Linked DNA regions of Sus scrofa: region 2 is linked to region 1. A link is a contact called in public Hi-C data. All regions are on one chromosome and are shown on one strand. The core of a region is the stretch at or near the end of the contact, and the rest is flanking DNA. Distances in the headings are between cores, read along the strand shown.

The links. A called contact is a pair of places that touch in the nucleus more often than the background predicts.
Region 2: a Hi-C map of liver shows a contact between it and region 1, with 3 times the contacts expected there. The contact joins the promoter of SLC25A10 here to the promoter of MAFG in region 1. A contact is called at or near these places in 1 of 47 Hi-C or Micro-C datasets (liver) and 2 of 2 datasets of contacts at active chromatin or transcription factors (alveolar macrophages and skeletal muscle).

Annotation. Positions count from the first base shown.
Region 1 is chr12:1,065,934-1,071,095 of Sscrofa11.1, reverse strand. It overlaps MAFG (transcription factor MafG), which reads right to left and starts at 2,022. Exons shown (of 3, transcript XM_021066420.1): 1 at 1,948-2,022.
Region 2 is chr12:1,195,330-1,200,491 of Sscrofa11.1, reverse strand. SLC25A10 (mitochondrial dicarboxylate carrier) reads left to right here and starts at 3,053. Exons shown (of 11, transcript XM_021066468.1): 1 at 3,053-3,309. The coding sequence starts at 3,217. MRPL12 (39S ribosomal protein L12, mitochondrial) reads left to right here. Exons shown (of 5, transcript XM_021066454.1): 5 at 1-34.

The DNA.
Region 1 (5,162 bases), core at 773-3,272:
TGCTTCTCCTGTCCTACAAACCGCAGTGGCCAAACCTCCCCGGCAGGCGTGGCCCCGGTCATCCTGGCACCCCCCCCAGCCCGCTACACTCACCCTGCCCTTCGGACCCATTTCCCCAGAAGCCCTCTGAAAAGTGTCTCAAACTTCATTCCCACCAAACGCAAGTAGCTGAGAAGATTTAAAGAAATACCACTCTAGGAATCTGCATTTTCATAAAACTCCAGCCAAAAGATCAGCTGGTGGGAGTTCCCTGGTGGTCTGGTGCTTAGCACTCGGCACTTTTACTGCTGCGGCCTGGGTTCCATCCCTTTTCTGGGAATTGAGATCCCACTTCAAGCCACTGCATGCTGTGGCCAGGAAAAAAAAAAAAAAAAAAAAGATCAGCTGGCATCTGTATGCCCAGGGCTGGGGTGAAGGGGAGCGGAAGTAATGCCTGAGGACAAAGCACAAGGTCAGCCTTACCTAGCCTTGAACCCCTGGGCAAAAGGATCAGCTCTGGTCTAGAGGAAAGACCCCCACTCCCACCCCCGCCCCTGGAGACCAGGAACCACCCATTCACTTAGGAAGGTGGCTCAGGCCACACGACCCTCAGGCTGGAGTTCCCTCCCCAGGAGTCCCCACCACCACCCCATCAGGACCACCTTCTTTGTTAAGCTGCACAACCCTGAGCCCAACCAGAACAATCCGGGGTGACTGAGATTCTTCAGCCCATGCCGTCCACCCCAGTCCAGTGCCCTGAAGGTGGGTGCCCTCCAAGCTACCGCCACCCACAGCCTCGAGCCAGACCCCACGGCGGGCTGTGAAGAGAGGCAGGGCCTGCTCACCAGACACCAACTCCCCTGAAGTCTAAGTCCTGCTGCTTCCTCTCATTGGCAATTTCCTGGTAGAGCTGCACCTACATGCCCCCTGCCCTGTCCACTGTTACCCAGAAACCGGGTACAGGCACCCCTCTTTCTCCCACTGTCTCCCCATCTTCCCCGCCCAGAGGCTGCCCAGCCTGGCCAACCAGACCAGTCATAAGGAAAGCCGGCTTCCCAGCCCGCAAGCACAGCCCCCCTAAGCTCCTCCCTCTTCTCACTCAGAGAACTATTTCCCAGTTTGGGGAACTGTCCCAGACGCGGGTCAGGGACCAGCAGCCTGAGAAAAGCCTGCCGGGGAGGGGATGGACGGACCAGGGTCTTCACCCTCTACCCCAGAATAATAAGAATAGCGGTCCCTCCATTTACTCACCCCCCAAACCTTCAACACGCACATCAGCCCGAACTTAAGCAGGCACCCCAGCCTGGGGCCTAGCCCCTTCCCACTCCCTGGTTTAGCTCTCACCTCTCGCTTCCAGCCTCTCGAGCCCCTCGCTCAAATCCCCCCAGGCATCAGGACAAGCATCGAGTGACCTCATGCTGATGACTCAGCAAGTCTCCCTCTGGGCTCTGGCACGAGTGTGACAGAGCGAAGTCGGCGCGGGGAGGGTCTTCCTAGCCACCCCCCACGTGCCGCCCCCTTCCCCCCGGCCTCCAAGGACCCCCGCGTCCGAGAGGCGTTAACACAGACACCTGATGAATCAGCAGCTCAGGCTGGGACGGCCAGGCTCTTCCGCGGAGCCCTGGGCTCCCCGATCGACCCCACCCTTTCCTCCCGCCACCCCGGCCGCCCCTCCCTCCAGGACGCCCCGGCCCAGCAAGCCAGCCCGCGCAAGCCCCGCCCCGCCCCTGTGGGCACCCCCGCGCCCACCCGAGCACCCCAGGCGCAAGGGCAGGAAGCCGCTTCTGACTAGTGGGGAAATCGAGGCACGGGCCGCCAGCAGGGCGCGGGGCAGAGCCGAAGCTCGGAGCGTCCGGCCCGCGCCGCCCCGGACGCCCGAAGGAGCCGAGGCCCCGCGGAAGCCCGCCCTCGGCCCGGAGCCCCCAGCTGCCCCGCGCCCTGCCCCGGCCCGGCCGCCGCCGCACTCACCCACCACACTGCGGGCCCGGCGGGCCGAGGCTGGGGCGGGGCGGGGCGGGCACTCCGAGGCCGCGCGGGAGTGGGCCGCGCGGGGGCTCCGGGCCCGGGGTAGGGGCTCGCCGCCTGCGCGGGCCGGTCCGAGCGCGCTTGGAAGGCCGGGCCGGACCAGGCTCGGGGCTCGGGATCCGCCGCCGCCGCCGCCGCCGCCGGCCGCCGCCGCCGCCGCCGCCGCCCGCCGCCGCTCCTCAGACGTCACATGATGTTTGGTCACGTGGGCTCCATTCATGAAGCGGCGACGCGACCGGCTGGGGCTTAAAGGGGAAGGCGCGGCGGCGGCGACGGCGGCGGCGGGCGGCAGAGCGCGCCGGCACTGCGCCTGCGCGCCGGGCGCCGTCGCCCTGGCAACGCGCGCCGCGCCCGATGGGTGAGGTCTCGCGGGACTGGCCCGGGCGCGCGCTCCCTGTCCGGCCACGCCCCCTTTGAGGCGGGGCCTCGTGGTCCTCTGAAGCTCTCCTGAGGCTTGTGCGCAGACGTTGCAAAGGCCACGTGTCCGGTTTTCTGTTGCGGATCCGAGGTCCGTACGCATTATGGAGAAGGTCCTCATGGTGTTTCTGTTACTCCCCGGCAGGCTCTGCATGCCTTGCCTCCGTAATTGCGGAGCGGGCCTCAGCCTTGCCAGGAACAGCTGTCTGGTTCACAGGAGACCCACAGGCTCAGGGAGGCGAAGGGTTTGTCCGAAGCTCAAGGCCGCCTCCAAGGCTTCTGAGTAGTGTGGTCTGTCTTCACCCAGCATCCCGAGACCTCACATGAGGGACCGGGCTCAGGCGGCTCCTAGAACCCGTCTGGCTCAGAGTGGGTGCGGTGAATGTGGGCATCAGTAAGCATCTGTTGAATTCATAGTTGATGTAGGGGGTGCGCCTTTCCTTTCTGTTTCACCAGCGTCTGCCCCGAGCTTAGGTCCCCGTCCATGGACCCATGGACCCTTACAGAAAGTTTCTACACTTTCTGTAAGGACTTCTCACTTCTGTTCAAAATCCCCAGAGAAAGAGGTCTGGAAAGGAAGAAGGGAAACTGAAGGGACCCAATTCTACTTCCAGATTCTGGACGTCTCTTCTCAGGTGTGAGGTCAGGAAGGGTCGCGCCCCCCCCCACCAGACAGGTCAGTGAGATCAGATGAGCTGAAAGAGGGAGGAGCCAGGGACGAGGGCAGGATCCTTATGGGAATTCAGTGCCACTGAAGGAACGACAAAGGCCACCCAGGTGGCCCCTAGAGCCTTGGAGCATCAAGGTGTCAGAAACCCTCCCTGCCAGACTCCAGTAGCTTCCCTCTGAATCCCAAAGCACTCTGTCACCTTTTGCTTGGCAGGGCTGCATGTAGTGGTCTTATCATCTGGGCTCTTGAGGACAGGGTGTGTCCTCCAGCACGGAGCCAGTCTCAGAGTATAGGGCCTGACTTGTCAGGCCCTCAATTCGAGGTACTAAACCACAAAGACTTGCCCCTGAGGGCAAGAAAGAGTTCCTTTTGGCTCGGTCTCCTCTGGTGTCATCACCAGCTGCCAGCTCCTTCTCCTGGCCCCACTCGGCAGGCACATGGCATCTGAACTGTCCTGCTATGAGCACACAGTCCATGCAGCAGGGCTTTGGCGGGCAACATGGGGCTATGGCAGTTTCCATCTGTTAACCTCCTCCCACCGTACTTGAGCAGGGACTCGTGACATCGTGAAACCCTGATGCCCAGGTGACTGGCGCTGGGGCTGGTGGATGCTCACCAATAACTTATCACCCCGGTGCCAGACTCCTCCATCCTCCCAGGCTGGAGTTGGCTGCCATTTATGGGCGGGAGGTGACCAAGAGGCCAACTTTTTTAAGATAGGACCACACCTGCGGCATATGGAGGTTCCCAGGCTAGGCGTTGAATCCAAGCTGCAGCTGCTGGCCTACACCACAGCCACAGCAACGCAGGATCCAAGCCACATCTGCGACCTACGCCAAAGCCTGCAGCCATGCCAGATCCTGATCCACTGGGCGAGGACAGGGATTGAACCCAAATTCTCATGGAGACTATGTTGGGTACTTAACCCACTGAGTGACAGCGAGAACTCCAAAAGCTGGATTTTTTTTTTTTTTTTTTTTTTTTTGTTGTGTGTTTTTGCCTTTTCTAGGGCCGCACCCGCAGCATGTGGAGGTTCCCAGGCTAGGGGTCTAATGGGAGCTACAGCCACCAGCCTACGCCACAGCCACAGCAACATGGGATCTGAGCCGAGTCCGCAACCTACACCACAGCTCACAGCAACGCCAGATCCTTAACCCACGGAGCAAGGCCAGGGATCGAATCCCCGCAACCTCATGGTTCCTAGTCGGATTCGTTAACCACTGAGTCACAATGGGAACTCCCAAAAGGCTGATTTTTAAAGCATCAGTGACTCTGCTTCTTCTGTCTGAGAGGCTCATGTTCTTGGGAAGCCGTCTCCCCCATCCTGCCCCGCTTCCTGGGGAAGATACTGCTGGGAGTCACCGACCCATTTGTTCTGGAGCCCGAGCCCAGCTTGCATGGGGCTGCAGGACAGGGGGACAGCCTGAACAGGAACGGAATAGCAGAGAAGGGTGGGGCTAGGGCCCCAGCCAGGCAGGCAGAGGCCTAGGACCAGTTTCCAGTGGGGAAACTGGAGTGGCAGTTGGGTTAAGCCAAGGGAGCTGGCTCTTCCACCAGGGTCACCGGGCCCATGGGGCCGGGGCAGCAGGGTTCACTCCAGCCTCAGCCCCACCTGGCACAGGTCCAGGGCATGGCAGGTGGCAGAACTGACAACCATGGGGGCCTCTGGAGGCCACCCGGCAGGAACGAGTGATGCGGTCTGGCCCCTTGCTTACTCTGCTGTGACTTTTGCCATCCCATGTTTCCTTTCTCCCTTAGGCCTGGAAGGCTGCGTCCCTGTCCCCTGAGTGCTCCTCCGCCTACAGGCACTGAGCCTGGGCCCTGAGGGGCCCAGGGGAGGAAGTGGAATTGAGACCCTGCAGTGCAGTTCTGGGAAAACCTCCGCCCAGGACACTGCTGGTTCCTCCCCTGCCCCTCTCAGAGGCACCTCTTCACCTGGGTGCCCCCAGCCCTGCTCCTCTGACATATTTGCCCCGCTGTGTGTGTGTGTGTGTGTAAATCTCTGGAGGCAAGGGGTCTTGGGGTCTTTCCTTCCTGTTTCTGCTCCATAACTGTTGATCAGACATGGGCC
Region 2 (5,162 bases), core at 1,804-4,303, 130 kb before region 1:
GTCTGTGAGAAAAAAGCGTTGTTGAGGCGCTGAACGTGTGGCGTCGTGTGTCCGCCGGCCCTGCGTGCAGGAGCCGGGCCTCAGCATCGCCCTCTGCTTGGGGCGGCAGCTGCTGGTGGCTGGTGCCAGATCACCGGGAGCTGGGTGGAGTTGGGTGGGTGGTCGTGCGTCCCTGACCTCAAATGTCAGCAGTTCTAACAGCTGAGCCCCTGGCCCGGGCAGGCGGGAGCAGCAGGCCTGTGAGGCTGCGGGCGGGCGGGAGGACCCGCTTTGCTGCCCTGCATGTTGGAGCGGCTCCTGTGGGTCCCTTGGTCGGGGCTCAGGCAGCTGCGTCTCAAAGCAGAGCCCAGGGGAGGGAGCTGGTGGCCTCTGAGTCTGCAGGCCCTGCTTGTGCCCTCTGGCTCTAGGGACCCCTCTTTGTGCTCTAGAGCTCTGGGCAGCGCTGGAGGGCAGGGGACTGCTGGGTGTCATGGGGGGGGCAAGTTCCTGCCACCCATGGAACCCCACGCTCAGGCCTGGATCTTCCTTATGCCTGTGTGAAGGATGGGCTGCAAGGTCAGCTGTGTGGGACCAGAGTGGGGACTTTACATCCCTCTGGGTGGGATGGCTCAGGACAGGCCCAGGAACTGCCAGGCTGCCAGGTGGGTGGGGCCTAGGGGCTGCCCTCTGACCAGAGCCATCACCCAGCCTGGCCCGAGGGTTAGTGATTTACCAGGCAATCTGGGTGTGCCTTGGCCCCAGGTTTGGGGGCTGCAGGGAGTGGTCCCCTCTGAGTGACCTGCAAAGGCTGCTTAGACTCTGAGCCTCTCCTTGTCCCAAGGCAGTGGGGGTGGTGGCCGTGATCCTTCAAGGATGGGACCTTCTATTCAAGCTCCTATTACCGAGCTGGCTGCTGAAAGGTGGGGCGACCCCACCCGCCTTGCTCCCAGGGGACAACTTGCTGTCACACCCAGAGGTGCCACCCAGGCCCTGGGTCTTCCCTTCCCAGCAACCCTTGCCCTGCTCCAGCCTGCAGGTGGCCCTTAAGTGTCTCAGATCTGGAGGGGTGGGGGGATGCCTGGAGCCCACATGGCCTTCGGGCTTAGTGTTGGGAGGCATCTGGTGCAGGTCTGCACCCACCCAGGACCTCACAAGCTCTGGTGAGGTCTGAGTGGGAACTGGCCTTTGCCCCAGCTCAGGAAATGGTGGCAGAGGGAGGCCCAGAGCCGACCCACGTGCCTCTCACCCCCAGACGCCACTCCCTCCATTCCAGGGACCTTGGTGTCTGCCAGGCCACCCACGCTGCTTGCCTCTGCTCGGGCACCAAGAGGAAATGTAAACGCTGCTGAAGACACCAGGTCCTGCAGAGGGCGGGATCCCCTTGCCTGCCCACCCCACCCCCTCGCTCTTCTGCACGAGTCTAGGATCCACTTGAGGATTTGGCTGGGGTCTTTTGGAGTTTCTTGATGTATAATTTGCAAAATCTACCTTTTCCTAAAAAAGGGTGTTCCAGTCTTGGGCATTTTCCAAGGTTTCTTCTCCGTGCCCCGTCCTGCCCCCCCAACTTGGGGGCAGGTTCCTTCTGTGAGAAGCCAGCCCTGGCATCCTGGCCTGGACCCCTGCCTTCTGGGCAGTCGCGGAGACCCCAGGGCTCAAGGCTGCAGTCCCCTCCACTTCGCCGCTTTGCTCTGTGGTCAGGAGCCGCCCTGCTCGCAGACTGAACCTGACAGTGGGAAGCAGGGGGTGTGCCGGCCGCGGGCTCGGAGGCCACCCCTCCCACACCCTAACAGTTGAGTTTGTTGGCTCTGCTATCTGGGTGTGTTGAGCTGTTTGGGGACATTTTACATTTCCTCGTGGTGCTTCGGTGCAGGTCTCCCACCCTCTCCCTTCAGCCCCAGACTGCTGTGGGCCCTTTTTCTCGCTCCCGCTGTCCTTTCCCTAAGCACCCACGGGCCTGGCTGACTGCCCCTAGCCCCGCCCTGGCCTTTCTGGGCTGGAAATCTCAGCAGCCTCTATTCACGCCCCCAGCTGATGACCTTAGGGGTCAGAGTCCTGGGCTTGTCTCTGTAGGATCTAGGGGCTGCCTTAGAGGGAAGGTGGGGTCTGCCAACGACACTTAGAGACCCCTGGGTGCTCAGGGGCCAGGCTGGACTTGGCGCGTCGGCCCAGGGGACCAGTTGTTTCCCCGGTCCCCTCCCCTTCTCCGTTGGGGTGAAGGCTGCAGTGGCCGAGTTCGTCCTGCAGGACGCAGGTCCTGGCCTGGAGCGGGGCGCTCCAGTTCCGCTTCTTCAGCGATCCGTGCGGCCCCGCCCTCCGGTGGCCCTGGGTTCCACGGCCCGGCAGGTGTGCCTTTGGGCCGGCAGCACACCTGCACTGCCGGCTTGCTGGGGGTGCGCGGCTTCGGCAGGGGCCGGGAGCCGACAGGCAGGTTGCTGACAGCCACCTCCCCGCAGCCCGGGCCGCCTCAGGGTGGCTGCCTGGGGCCGTCTCGTCAGAGCGGGCCCGAGGCTGGACTTGGCTGCGAGTTCCGGGAGGGCGGGGGGCTCGGCGGCCAGTCTCGGCGCCGCCTTCGCCCCCGCCCCTGTTCTCGTGCTGTCTGTAGGAGATTTCCTGCCTCCAGCAGTTCCGCGTATCCCGGGGCGGACCCCCGGGGCCTGCCGGGCTGCGGCGAGATCACCAGGTGCAAGTTCAGGGGCGGGGCGCTTGCTGGAGGCCGGCCCCCCGGAGGGGTGGGGGCAGGCCGAGCGCCCGGGCCACTCAGGCCTTGACCTTCGCCGACGTGCCCTAGGCGCCGGGGTGGCCCGCGGGCTGCGGGAGTAGATTGGGGCCGGACGCAGGATCCTGGAGCGAGCGGGGCAGGCTCATCCGCAGGCTTCCTGCAGTCCGCGCGGCCCCCGCGCCCCGCGGAGGCCCTGCGAGGCCCCCCGCCCCGTCCGGCCTGCCGGGCCGCGGCCGCTTTAAGGCGCGGGGCCCGCCCCCGTCTCGGGGCGGGGTGTCCCTGGCCCCGCCCCCCGGCTCCCGCCCCCCGGCCGCGCGGGCGCATTGGCTGCGCCGGGGGCGGGCGGTCGGCTGTGCTTTAAACGGGCGGCGGGCGGCTGCGCGGAGCGGGCTGGGCCGGGCCGGGTCGAGTCCGTCCGGGGCGGAGCGGGGGCGAGGCGGCGTCCGGGCTTCTCGCGCCGGGGTCCGGGCCGAACGTCTGCACTCCGCGGCGGCCGCGGCGGCGGGGGCGTTCGGGCCATGGCGGCCGAGGCGCGCGTGTCGCGCTGGTACTTCGGAGGACTGGCGTCTTGCGGCGCCGCCTGCTGCACGCACCCACTGGACCTGCTCAAGGTGAGCGCGGCGAGGGCGGAGGGCCGGGCCGTCGCTCCGGGAGGCCCTGCGTGAAACGCCCGGCGGAGGTGCCCCGGGGCCCCCGCTGTGCTACCTGGTGACCTTGGGCTAGTCCCTTGGCCTCTCTGGCCCCCCTCCCCCAGTACTCTGGAGGCTTCGTTCCGCTGAGCGACGCGTTGAGGGGGCGGTTCCCTGGGAGCGCAGCTGCGGGCACTTAGGGTCGTGCCCAGGCGCCGCACGCGCCCGCCCCCCCCCCCCCGCCGCCCCAGGAGCTCGCGCCTCCTCTGCCTAGGGGTCCCGCGCACACACGGAGGGCGGCGAGGAGGGGCGTGGGCTGACCCCCCGGCGCTGGGCCGCTTCCTCCCGGGGGTGGGTGAGCACCTGAAAGCCTCGGTCCCACCTGGGTGCAGGTCCCGCCTGATGAGGGCCAGCAGTTCCCCCAGCAGTTCCTCCTTTGCTGTCTTTGTGGAAAATGCTCATGGGGCATTTTAAGAGGAAGACAGAGCCTCGTCGTCTCGGAGGGCAGGCCAGCCGCGGGAGGGTTGCCTTTTGCCCCTTTCTCGGCACAAGCAGCAAGAGTCGGGCCAGAGGCTCAAAGCATATTTTGGTCGCGGGACCCAGCTCCAGGGAGCCTGGGCTGTGGGCTTGTGGAGCCTCTGGGCCAGGGCAGCCACTTGGCCACCCCCTGCCTGTCCCCCCCCAGAGCAGCCTGTGCTCCACGCTGGCCCTCTGGAAGGAACGGCACCTGTGTCCTGGGCTGACGCAGTGCCATCCCTTAAGTTTCAGGCTTGCCACCAGGAGAGGCAGGATTAGCAGATGTTGGGGGCTGCGCTGCAGCTGGGAGTCCCTTGGCATCCGAGACCTGGCTCGCCTGGGCGAGCCCGTGCGGCTCCTGGTGGCCCCCGGCTTGTGAAGCGGTCTGGCGGGGCCCTTGGGCAGAGGTGGTTTAGGGCTGGTTTTGTTGTACTTTCTGAAAGATGCCGGCCGGGTCTCTGGGCCCCCGCCCTGGAAGGTCAGGGCCCCCCGGAGGGTCACGCTCACTGTCTGCCTGGCTCCCGGCCAGCCTAGAGTCCCTCGTCCATTGTCCCGGGGTCCTTTGAGGGTCACTGCCTTTTGCCCCACCCCCAGGTGCTGTTGTGTGGCGGACCATGGCCTGCCGGGCAGTGGGTGGCCTAAGTGGCCACAGGAATGTCCCGGCCTCTGGCCTGGGGAGCACGTGGCTCGTGCGGGGGTGCATCCGGCAGCCACAGAGGCCTCTGGGGAGGCCTGGCCAGTGTTTTTGCTTCTCAGCAATGTCTTTGGAGCAAGAATTTTAAAGCTGTTTGGTCTTGCCCTTTGCTCACCGTCTTGGCTCACAGTGGCCTCCTGCCTGGACGGGGCTGCTGCCCGGGTGGCCACCCTGCCCCCTGCCCTGAGGAGTGGAAGCAGCAGAGTCAGGAGCCTGCCCAGGCACGGCTGGTCGGGAGAGCGCCGTGTGCAGGCACCAGCTCCCCGGCGCCCTTTCCCCTCTGCGCCCCCGCTCTCCATGTCTCCTCAGGTCGTCTCGGTGTCCCCGTCACTCTGTCCCTCTCGAGAGGGGGGCATGGCTACAGAGAGGGCTCGGCAGTCGCCTGCATCCTCAGCTAAAGGTCCCAGGGCAGGTGGGACTGAGCTCACGTTGTCTCTTGTGAGACGGTAGCCTGGAAAGGTTGGTGCCAGGCCTGGGCACAGAGTCCGCAGGAGCCTGTTTGCTGTCTCAGCGGGGCCACCGGTGGCCCTTGGCCCACAGGCTCGGTGTGAGGGTGTAAGGGCACTTAGCGCAGAGCTGGGCCAGGCGGGCTCTCGGTGGGGTGCTGCTCTGAGCAGGTGCGCCC